3 separate regions of the Mus musculus genome follow, and regions 1 and 2 are each linked to region 3. Evidence: chromatin contacts called from public HiChIP or PLAC-seq data. All regions are on one chromosome and are shown on one strand. The core of a region is the stretch at or near the end of the contact, and the rest is flanking DNA. Distances in the headings are between cores, read along the strand shown. Region 1 overlaps Cuedc1 (CUE domain containing 1). Region 2 overlaps Cuedc1 (CUE domain containing 1). Region 3 holds the start of Mrps23 (mitochondrial ribosomal protein S23).

What was found. HiChIP or PLAC-seq counts read pairs in DNA pulled down with a chosen protein or histone mark.
Region 1: a contact with region 3 is called in an H3K27ac HiChIP or PLAC-seq map of embryonic stem cells, with 25 read pairs. The contact joins the enhancer-like site here to the promoter of Mrps23 in region 3. A contact is called at or near these places in 3 of 39 promoter capture datasets (hippocampal neurons, macrophages and pre-B cells), 7 of 484 Hi-C or Micro-C datasets (CD8 T cells, the G1E-ER4 cell line, the HL-1 cell line and 4 more), 11 of 115 datasets of contacts at active chromatin or transcription factors (CD8 T cells, effector CD8 T cells, embryonic stem cells and 3 more) and 3 of 9 other capture datasets (adipose tissue, liver and pancreatic islet).
Region 2: an H3K27ac HiChIP or PLAC-seq map of heart atrium shows a contact between it and region 3, with 12 read pairs. The contact joins the enhancer-like site here to the promoter of Mrps23 in region 3. A contact is called at or near these places in 3 of 39 promoter capture datasets (embryonic stem cells, liver and macrophages), 2 of 484 Hi-C or Micro-C datasets (conventional dendritic cells and reprogramming fibroblasts), 15 of 115 datasets of contacts at active chromatin or transcription factors (craniofacial prominence, double positive thymocytes, embryonic forebrain and 8 more) and 4 of 9 other capture datasets (adipose tissue, liver, macrophages and 1 more).

What each region holds. Positions count from the first base shown.
Region 1 is chr11:88,138,021-88,140,860 of GRCm38.p6, reverse strand. All of the region lies in intron 1 of Cuedc1 (CUE domain containing 1), which reads right to left. Among named protein-coding and RNA genes, the nearest start is that of Cuedc1, 40 kb to the right of the region's middle. Within about 2 kb of position 1,465, at least 128 of the 459 cell types and tissues checked have an H3K27ac peak or open chromatin away from gene starts, as enhancers often do. A contact at or near this core is called in the G1E-ER4 cell line, embryonic stem cells, hippocampal neurons and 3 more, where this site is marked.
Region 2 is chr11:88,117,649-88,120,882 of GRCm38.p6, reverse strand. The region is part of intron 1 of Cuedc1 (CUE domain containing 1); the gene reads right to left. Among named protein-coding and RNA genes, the nearest start is that of Cuedc1, 20 kb to the right of the region's middle. Within about 2 kb of position 1,907, at least 235 of the 459 cell types and tissues checked have an H3K27ac peak or open chromatin away from gene starts, as enhancers often do. A contact at or near this core is called in adipose tissue, craniofacial prominence, embryonic forebrain and 7 more, where this site is marked.
Region 3 is chr11:88,203,102-88,206,160 of GRCm38.p6, reverse strand. Mrps23 (mitochondrial ribosomal protein S23) reads right to left here and starts at 1,773. Exons shown (of 5, transcript NM_024174.6): 1 at 1,676-1,773; 2 at 802-972. The coding sequence starts at 1,719.

The DNA of each region.
Region 1 (2,840 bases), core at 216-2,715, 65 kb after region 3:
AGCTACTGTTCTCCTTGTTTATCCAACAGGAAACGCAGACACTGGAGGAGGAGACCGAGGACTCCTGGTGTGTTTGGCCAAGGCTGAGGAGAGATTTCCCTGGTCTTTGAGGAAAGCCTGGAGGGATACTCGCTCTATCATCTCTCTTTCTAACACAATAAAAAGAGATTTAGGTTAGACTCCAGAGGAGATGTTAGAGGGTCGTTTACCCTCAGGGTAGACCTGGGAAAGCGGCAGCTTCAAGTGGCCACTTGGCACGCAACGGATAACTTAATCTTTACCACAGACCCCATTTAGAGGTCTCTTCAGGCAATGTGGCCCCACCTCCAGTCTCAAGGGAGGCTTTTGAACAATGTAAAACCCGAGGTCACGTGCATCTTTTGCTAATCTTAACAAGCAGATGGTCCGAGAGGTTAGATATTAGAAGGAAGTCTTTTTTTTTTTTTCAATAAATAAGGCAGGGTTTGCTGATTTAATCACCACCAGGGCTGCACTGAAATTTGCACCTGATTTCCTACTAAAAGCAGAGCCTACTAGTGCACCTGTTGGATAGTGAGTGGTGTGCAGCACACCCACACAGAGAGGACAGGCAAGCCAGCCGCTCAAGCAGAAAGCTCACAGCTCTCCTCAGGAGCCCCTCCCTTCCTGCCTGAAACACTGGAGGATCCTCAGGACACAAAGCAGACCCTGAGTATCCAAAAGCATTGAGCTTTGGCCTGGAACAGAAGGCCTCTGACAGGTTGTCACCAGCAGGGAAGACCCTGGACCAGCAGAGGGAAGGGGAGGTGCTGTGGATCGGGAGTGGGGGAGGGATGGGGGGGTGGGGGATAGATTTTTATCAAGTTGCTCCTTGGAGATGGGCTGCCGTTTTTTGAATGTCACTGGTTTGAACCAAACGTAAATTTACTATTGGCCCTAGGACAGAAGACAAAAACTGCATACCCAGATGTGGTTTTCTTTAGGGCAAATGCAGTCCTGCTACCAAAAGCCTGACTTTCTCCCCCATTCTAAGCTTCTCCAATCTCTTAGCCTCAAAGGTCTAGAAAGGTCAAAGGCCTTGCCTCCAAGGTCACACCAAAGAAGCTGAGCAAGCTGATCTCTACTCAGGATCCCGCCCCAGGTGGCCAGCAGCTGCCCCTGAGAATAGAGAACCTGGGGGCTGGGACGAGGGCATTTATGAGTCGCGGCATCCCGATGGTCTCAGGAGGCGAAAGGGAGACTGTGGACCCGGCAGCAGCCACGCTGTGGTTGTGGGGATGCTTGACTAGAGGACTAATCCCTGCCTGGCTCCCCAGGCCACCACAGTTGCTGTGATGAATTCACCTCCCCCTTTGATCCCAAAGAGGAGAGGGGGCGGGGGAGCATTGATTCACCCAAAGCAAAAGCAACACAAAGGCTGCACCTGTTTCCATGGAGACTCGATTGACTAAGCAAAGGAACAAAACAGGGAGCAAGAAACGCAAACCCGTCACCACCTTCCGGGCCAGCGTGATCGATGTTGGCGGGCCAGTGCCCGACAGGAAGACAACGGAAGGATGAAAGGTGATCGGCAGATCTGGGAGCACATGGGGAGCCCTTTCAGTTGGACCTCACTGGGCCCCGGGGCAAACAAACTGCCTGCCCGGCCCTGACTCCTGCGAGAAACCTGAACAGAAATCCCAAGTGATAGATTCTTCTCCTCACAAAGAGATTCTTTGCTCGACAAAGGAATTCCTGGAAACGACGAGGCAGAAAGGTTGGGAGGCAGACGCTTTCTCTCTGCCTCATGACCAACTTCTGAGGAACAGGGAGAGACTGAGGGAGTAACTTCCAGTAGCAAGTTTATAAGAGAAGACACCAAAATATCCACGGGGTATAGGCAAAAGGAGGGCATTATAAAACATCTGCCGGCAGAGGCCCACATAGTACCAGAGGACATTGCAGAAACGAGGGGACAAAAAGTAAGAGACCCAGCAGCAGGTGTCTGAGGATCCTGAAGGCTGTGTGGACGCTCACTCTTCAAGCTGTTATCCTTAGATGAAGAGGGAAAGTGGTGAACAGGCGTCATCTCTCCATGAACACGGACAAGAAGCCTGAGATGCCCTGAAAAACTGGGGGGTTGAAGGAAAGATGCCAGGTGTGTGATCAGCAGATGGCAGGGGCTTTAATGTAGTTATGGGAGTCCTTAGCTTGTTGTTTCTCTCCCTGACTCCCTCCCTCCCTCTTTCCCTCCCTTTCTCCCCCACCCCCACCCCCACTGTGGTATGTATGTAGAGGCCCCAGGCCACTCTCCACCTTACTTTTTGAGACAGAGTCTCTCACTGAACCTGGAGAGCAGCAACCTCCAGGGATGTTCTTGACTCTACCCATCCAGCACTGGGATTACAGGTGCACACTGGGCCCTGCTGTTTATGTGGCTGTTGGGGGAATCTGAACTCAGGTCCTCACACTTGCGTGACAAGCTCTGTACCAGCTGTGCCCTCTTCCCAGCCCTCCCAAGCCCTTTGGCTTGCTCTAGATGTTTATCAGGTGACACACGCTAAGCACCCACTTCTCACATGCTGCGGTCATGTCGGGAAGAAGGCAAAGTCCTTGGAGAGTCTCCCCAGGATGTTACAGAGCGAGGTCTTTTCCTGTCTATAATTCCTACGGGGGAACGGAAACCAAGGATAGCAACCAAAATATTCCCTGAGCATCCTGTGTGGGCCAGGCACTAAGGAACTATTAGACTCCCTCATCTTCTTCACCACCCCACGAGGGAACCATTATCCTCTCGGTTTCCTAACAGGGGAGCAGGCAGAGGGAGGAGAGGAGTGTGTCACGCGCCTGGCAAGAGGCAACGCCAATCTTCAAGCTCAGCT
Region 2 (3,234 bases), core at 658-3,157, 85 kb after region 3:
CCCCCACAAGGCTCCAGGTGATGCCTCTTAGTTTATGCTTATCAAGAAAAGTTTGGAAAGTTCATGAGTGCCTTCCACCCCAACCCCAGCTGGCAGAGGGCCTTTAAAGGCCTCCAATTTGGCCAATTAATCCACACGACAAGGAAGAGTCACAAAGGGAGGAGATGACAGAGATGTGGAGGAATAGAATTTGGCCACCAGATCTTGGTCCCAGTGTCTAGTCCTGAGTGAGACCCACCATGCTTTCCTGGGTGGGTGTAAATGGCCAGAGTCTTTACCCATGGGTTTTCTTGTCCCAGAATCACTACATTCACACCAGACCTGGAAGGTAGGCACCATGGTTGCCAGCAATGAGTTGTAGTCCACCAGACAGGATGCTGCATCCTCAGACTAACAGTGACTTGGGAACAAATGGCAGACACGACAGCTTTCCTGGGATTTTGTTTTGTTTTGTTTTAATCTATTTACCTTTATTTTATGTGCACTGGTGTTTTGCCTCCACGTATGTCTATGTGACAGTATCAGGTCTTGGAGTTACAGAGAGTTGTGAGCTGCTATATGGTTGCTGGGATTGGAAGCCTGGGTCCTCTAGAAGAGCAATCTGTGCTCTTAACAATTGAACCATCTCTTTGGCTCCAGCTTTCCTGTTTTTTATATATTAGGAATATAACAATAAAACGTGAAAGGGGAGAATTCTGGAACTGAGCCCCCCTGCAAAGGCAGCGAAGCCCACGATCAGCATTTCTCCTGAATCTACTGGCATTGGCACACTCGCACAGGAGTGTAGACTGCCAGTGTGGTCGCCTCACATTTGATGAATACTTTAGCGCCTCTTTCTCTTCTCTTCCCTCTCTTCTCTTCCCTCTCTTCTCTTCTCCTCTCATTTTCTCTCCAACCCCCTTGCAGCCCAAGTTTCTTTCCCTTCTAACTCCCTAAGTAGCCAGTGATGACCGTGAGATTGTGAGCCTCCTGCCTTTCCCTCCCCAGCTCTGATAGAACACATGCGTGCCACCATACCCAATTTTATGCTAAGCTGGGTAGTAAACTTTGTATATGTTAGGCAACAGGGCTACCTCCCAGCTCCAGTGTTATACATGTTACATATTCGATACCCAGCAAAGAATCTGCTTAGGTGGCCATGGCTAGCTTGACGCCATCAGCACAGGACTTCCCACACTAAGGTGCCCAGTGTGTGTGACTTTCCTCTCTCCTTTAAACGGCACAGACAGCCCGTTGCCTGGAGACTGGGCACACTCTTCTGTTCACTCTTCCTTTCATTCTCCAGCAGCAGGTCTGAAAACAGTGGCCTCCAGGAAATACGCTTGGGGCCAGGGCAAAGGGGGTGAGGAGAGGCAGGAGTGTGCTCTTCTCCCAGGCAGCGACACCCCCCAGCCCCCCTTCTCTCTGTCTTCCTTTTCCTCCCCAGGTCTGAAAGGCCCAGCAAACCAAAAGGCTCCCACAGGGAACAAGGCCCCCTTTGAAAGCCAGTGTTTGCCTGGAGCTGCCGGCAGACAAGGGTTGCCATGGCCACTGAGCACCTTTGCCAGCCAAGCCTAGGCAGGCCCAGAAGAGCAGCTTAAACCACCAGACGCCCCAACTCTAACCCCTTCTAGGGTCCCAACTACTGTCAAACACACCTGTCCTGAGGCCCTATGGCTGTTGGAAGGTGATAATTGGGGAACCTCTAGACTGAAAACCTAACACCGGAAGGGACCAGAGGATGGAGGCCCCTCCCTGAGACACCAAGCAGAAATGTCAGGGCTCAGGGCTCGGAGCCACCGTGCTGGGGAGCAGCTCGCCAGAGCCATACTGCCTCAGGACCTGCCCTGCCTCCTGGGCCAGAGCCTGGCTGTGCTGCTAATGGGAATGACTTATTTATGTAATTCATTATCACTGGGGCCTGGATCCAAGAGAGGTGGGTGGAGGCCAGGCCCCAGCTGCTGAGGGAGGAAAGGGAGGGGCTGTCCTGAGGCTCAGTCTGGACCTGGCAGCCACAGAGCTTGCTGCTGCTGACTGCAGGGACCAGAGGACAAAGGCAAGGAGGAAAGGGGACAGGGCTGGACCCTGGAGGCTCCGTGGGGCTCTTGAGAGTGAGAATAGAATTCCTCAGAAGCAGAGGCCTAGCATACTTTTGCCTTTAAACTGCTCTGTGGTCCAAAAGGCGTCTTCATCTAAAAAACAAAAAACAAACAAACAAACAAACAAAAACCAGGCAGTGGTGTACACATATTCAAGCCCAGCCCTCAGAAGGCAGGGGCAGATGGCTCTGTGAGTTTGAGGCCAGCCTGATCAATAGAGTGAGTTCCAGGACAGCTAAGGTTACATAGTGAAACCCCATCTCGAAAATCCAAAAACCAAACAAAACAACAAAATAAACAAAAAAACTCCGAGCTCTGCAGCTTCAAGACGGAAATGCTCTCGTGTCCAACAGGAGGCCTCCTATACCTGACCCAGGATGGAAAGGAAGAGCCTAGAACCTTCCAGCATTCTGCAGTCATCCCTAAGATCCATCATGGAGGCTCCAGTGGAGGGGCAGGGGAACGGATCAGGCTTGGGATGACAGGTGGCTGGAGCTGGCTCCAGGGGCTGAGGCAGCGTGTCCACCCCAGCACTCACACCCCAGACAGGGCCAGGTTCTTAGGAAGATCCTCGTTCGAAGCCTCTGAGAGGCCCAGGCTGCCTCTGTGGCAGTCTCTCCATTTCTTTATCCCTGCCCCTGCCCCTGCTCTAGCTCCTGCCCGTCTGAGGGACTACATCTGTCCAATCTGGGAATTGGTCTCCGTCTTCCTTTCCTTCCTCTTCCTCCCCCTCCCCTTCCTCTCTCTCCTCTGTCTTGCTGTCTCTCTCCCAGACGTCTTACGTGCCATGCTGGAACTCTCCATAGAGATGAGGAAGTATGAACTTGAACTCCTGCCTCTACTTCCCCACGTTTGTGGGGTTTTGGTTGTGAGGATCAAACCTAGAGATTTGTACCTATTAGGGAAGCACTCTCCTAGCCAAGCTCCCTCTCTAGCCCTGTGGCCTTGGTTTCTAATAATAATATTAGTGATTCACTGAGCACCCGTTTCCTGTGATCCTCACCACACCCCCGAGAGGAGGGGAGGAAACACTGGCCATTAGGAAGTCTGCACAGGTCACATCACCAGTAAGTGAAGAACAAGGGCCCAAACCTAGCTGTTCAGTTTTCACCCCCTTGGTATAAAAATGCTCACACAGAGAGTCTTTCAAGAGCAG
Region 3 (3,059 bases), core at 524-3,023:
GCACTGATTGCTCTTCTGAAGGTCCTGAGTTCAAATCCCAGAAACCACATGGTGGCTCACAACTATCTGTAATGAGACCTGACGCTCCTTTCTTGTGTGTCTGAGACAGCTACAGTGTACTTATATATAATAATAAGTAAATCTTTTAAAAAGAAAGAAAGAAAGAAAGCACTTTCCTTCAGATTTCTAGTCATGGTTACTGTAAGTGCTTTCAACTTCTGAGCATCCTTTCCAGGGCGGCTTCAATAACTGTTAGACATTAAATCCTCAGACCATATTCCACCTATTTCCGCTTCCAAAGAAGCTACTGTGATAGCAGCAGCTTAAGTGTGGAGCCAGACGTGATTCTCAGATCCACCGCCCTCTGGGGTGGCCATGGTGGTTAACCTCCTTGAACCTGATAGTTCTCTTGAATAACACAGAGGCAATGATACCTGCCTTCGCGGACAGGGTTAGAGTAATAAAGTCTATGAGCTGATGTTTGTCAAGGGCTGATCAAGTACCTCATACAGAACAGAGGCCAGTTAACAAACACTTTATCTGCAACTTTGTCAGTTTAGTCTCCAGATTCCACTTCTTAGAACTTCTGTTTCTGGGCTGGAGAGATGGCTCAGTGGTTAAGAGCACTGACTGCTCTTCCAGAGATCCTGAGTTCAATTCCCAGCAATCACATGGTGGCTCACAACCATCTGTAATGCGATCTGATATCCTCTTCTGGTGGTCTGGTTGGCAGACTTCTACATGAGCCTTCCTCTCTGAAGGTCTGCGGCACCCTGCTCACTATAGGGGATAGACACTTACGCTCGAATCTGATCCTCCTGGTAAAAGATGTCCTGGATGTCAGCTTTGGCTTTGCCGTATCGCAAGCGGGGCCTTCGGAAGACAGGCTCTCTCAGGGGTGGAAAGGCCTTATATATGTCATACCACAGTGGCTTCTCTTTCAACACCCCGGCCCGCATCAGATCCCTCGTCCTTAGAAAGGGAACAGAACCAAGGTCAGTCGGTTACCACAGGGTTGTAAAGTCTCTGAATCAACTTAAACGAAGGAAAGAGCAGCCTGGTAGGGGTGAGCTGAAATGGGCCTCCCGCCTAAAGGAGGCACGGCCAATACACACAGCAACCTAGCATGGCCACAGTGTTAAGTCCAGTTGGTTAGCTCTCATGTAGCCTAGGCTAGACTTAAACTAAAGAGTGTGGCCAAGGATGACCTTGAATTTAGTGCCTCCCTGCACTTCCCTAGAGCTAGGATTACAGCGTGTCCACGCAGGCTTTTTGTTTTGACAGAAGTCCACCAGTAGCCTTGCTACGAAGCCAGGTTGGCCCCGGTCTTGTGGCAATCCTCCTGCCTCGCCTCCTAAGTGCCGAGACTACGCGCGCGAGCCACGACACACAGCTTCCATCTTCTTGCACGGGTCCCACCCACCGTTCCATAGTGAAAAAGCAAGACCTGTCCAGTCAGGCCCTTCAGCTTCTTTACTGTAGAAGGTCTCCACCGAAATGGGGTGGCGAGCACAATCTGACAGGACAGAAATCCAAGGGGACAGAGACAAACCACACCGATTCCGTGCCAAGGGCATCACCTGGCTCGGACACCCGCAACCGCATCCCCTAAGGATATGCCAGGAGGGTCGTGACCCGCTAGGAACTCTGCCCTCGCCCAACTCGGAGCACGCACCGGGAGAACACGCTCCCCACCGTCTCCAGCCGGCTCCCCGCCATGGCCACTTGGGCTAGAAAGCCTCGGGCTGTTACCGGAAGCGGAAGCGGCAGCAAGCAAGCCAAGGGGGAACAAGCGGCTGGCCGAGCCGAGGATGACAGTCCCGCCTCGACGTCATCCGGACGGCGGAACCAGGCAGAAGCAAACGATGGGCTGAGCAGGAGCCCTCAGGTCCTGCGTCCGGGTGGGTGGGGGTGGGGTGGGGTGGTCAGATACGAATAATCGATTCCCGAGCCAAAAGAGCGGGAGCGCGCCAAAGCTGCGCAAGAGTAGCAAACGACCGGTCCTGGGGAAAGGTGGAGTGTGGCGCCTGCTTTCTTCTCTCTAACTTTGCAAAGCTTCCTCCTCTCTGGCAGGGTGGAGGGAATAGTGTGGAGCTCGCCGGGATGCAGCACATCCTACAGTCAGGAACAGCTAGCCAATATGACATTTGAGGACACCAGGCTCGACTAAGCCTAATCTTAGCCACTCACACTACTCAGAAACTGAGACCCAAATAGGGGCGAAGTAACTTTTCCAAGTGACACGAGCCTCCAGGCCTCCTTCCTCGGCCTTTTGCGCCTTAAGCGGGGCTCAGCAGAGCAGTCTGTTTTCAGGCTCAGTGGAAAGCTGCCTGTAAGTAGTAGTTCCTCCGCTGGAGGCGTCCCTCGCCCGCCCGCTAGCGCTGGAGTTTTAAGAAGTAAAAGCCCAGAATGAATGCATTCGGAGGAAGAAAATAAAAATCTGGGGGAACGTAGTCTGTCATTGTTCAACTGTTCAAAGTATGGGTTTGGAGGAATATCCGTTGGAGAAGCACCCCTTAGAAATTTCATCAGGGTATTTGTGCGAAGAACATCATGGTTGATCGTAGTGACAAGATTTAAAAAAAAACAACAACAACAACAAAAACAAAACATCGGGCTGGAGAAAGAGTTCATCAGTTAAGAGCACTGACTGCTCTTCCAGAGGACCCAGATTCGAGTTCTAGCACACACAGGGTGACATAACCACCTGTCACTCTAGTCCCTGGAGATTTGATGTTCTCTTCTGAACACTGCAGGTACCAGGCATGTATGTGGTGTACAGGCTTACGTTCGTGCAAAATACTGATACACATGAAATTAATTAAAATTCATCATATGATCAGGAGGTGGTGGGTCATACCTTTAATCCCAGAACTCAGGAGACAGAGGCGGACGATCTCTGAGTTTGAGGCCAGTCTGGTGATGTACAGATCAAGTTGCAGGACAGCCAGGGCTACACAGTGAGATGCTGTCTAAGAAAAATAAAAAAACAAAAAACAGAAGAGCAACAACAAATATTTCATCGAATGAAAAGTAGTAGAGGATGTTAGCACACGCCT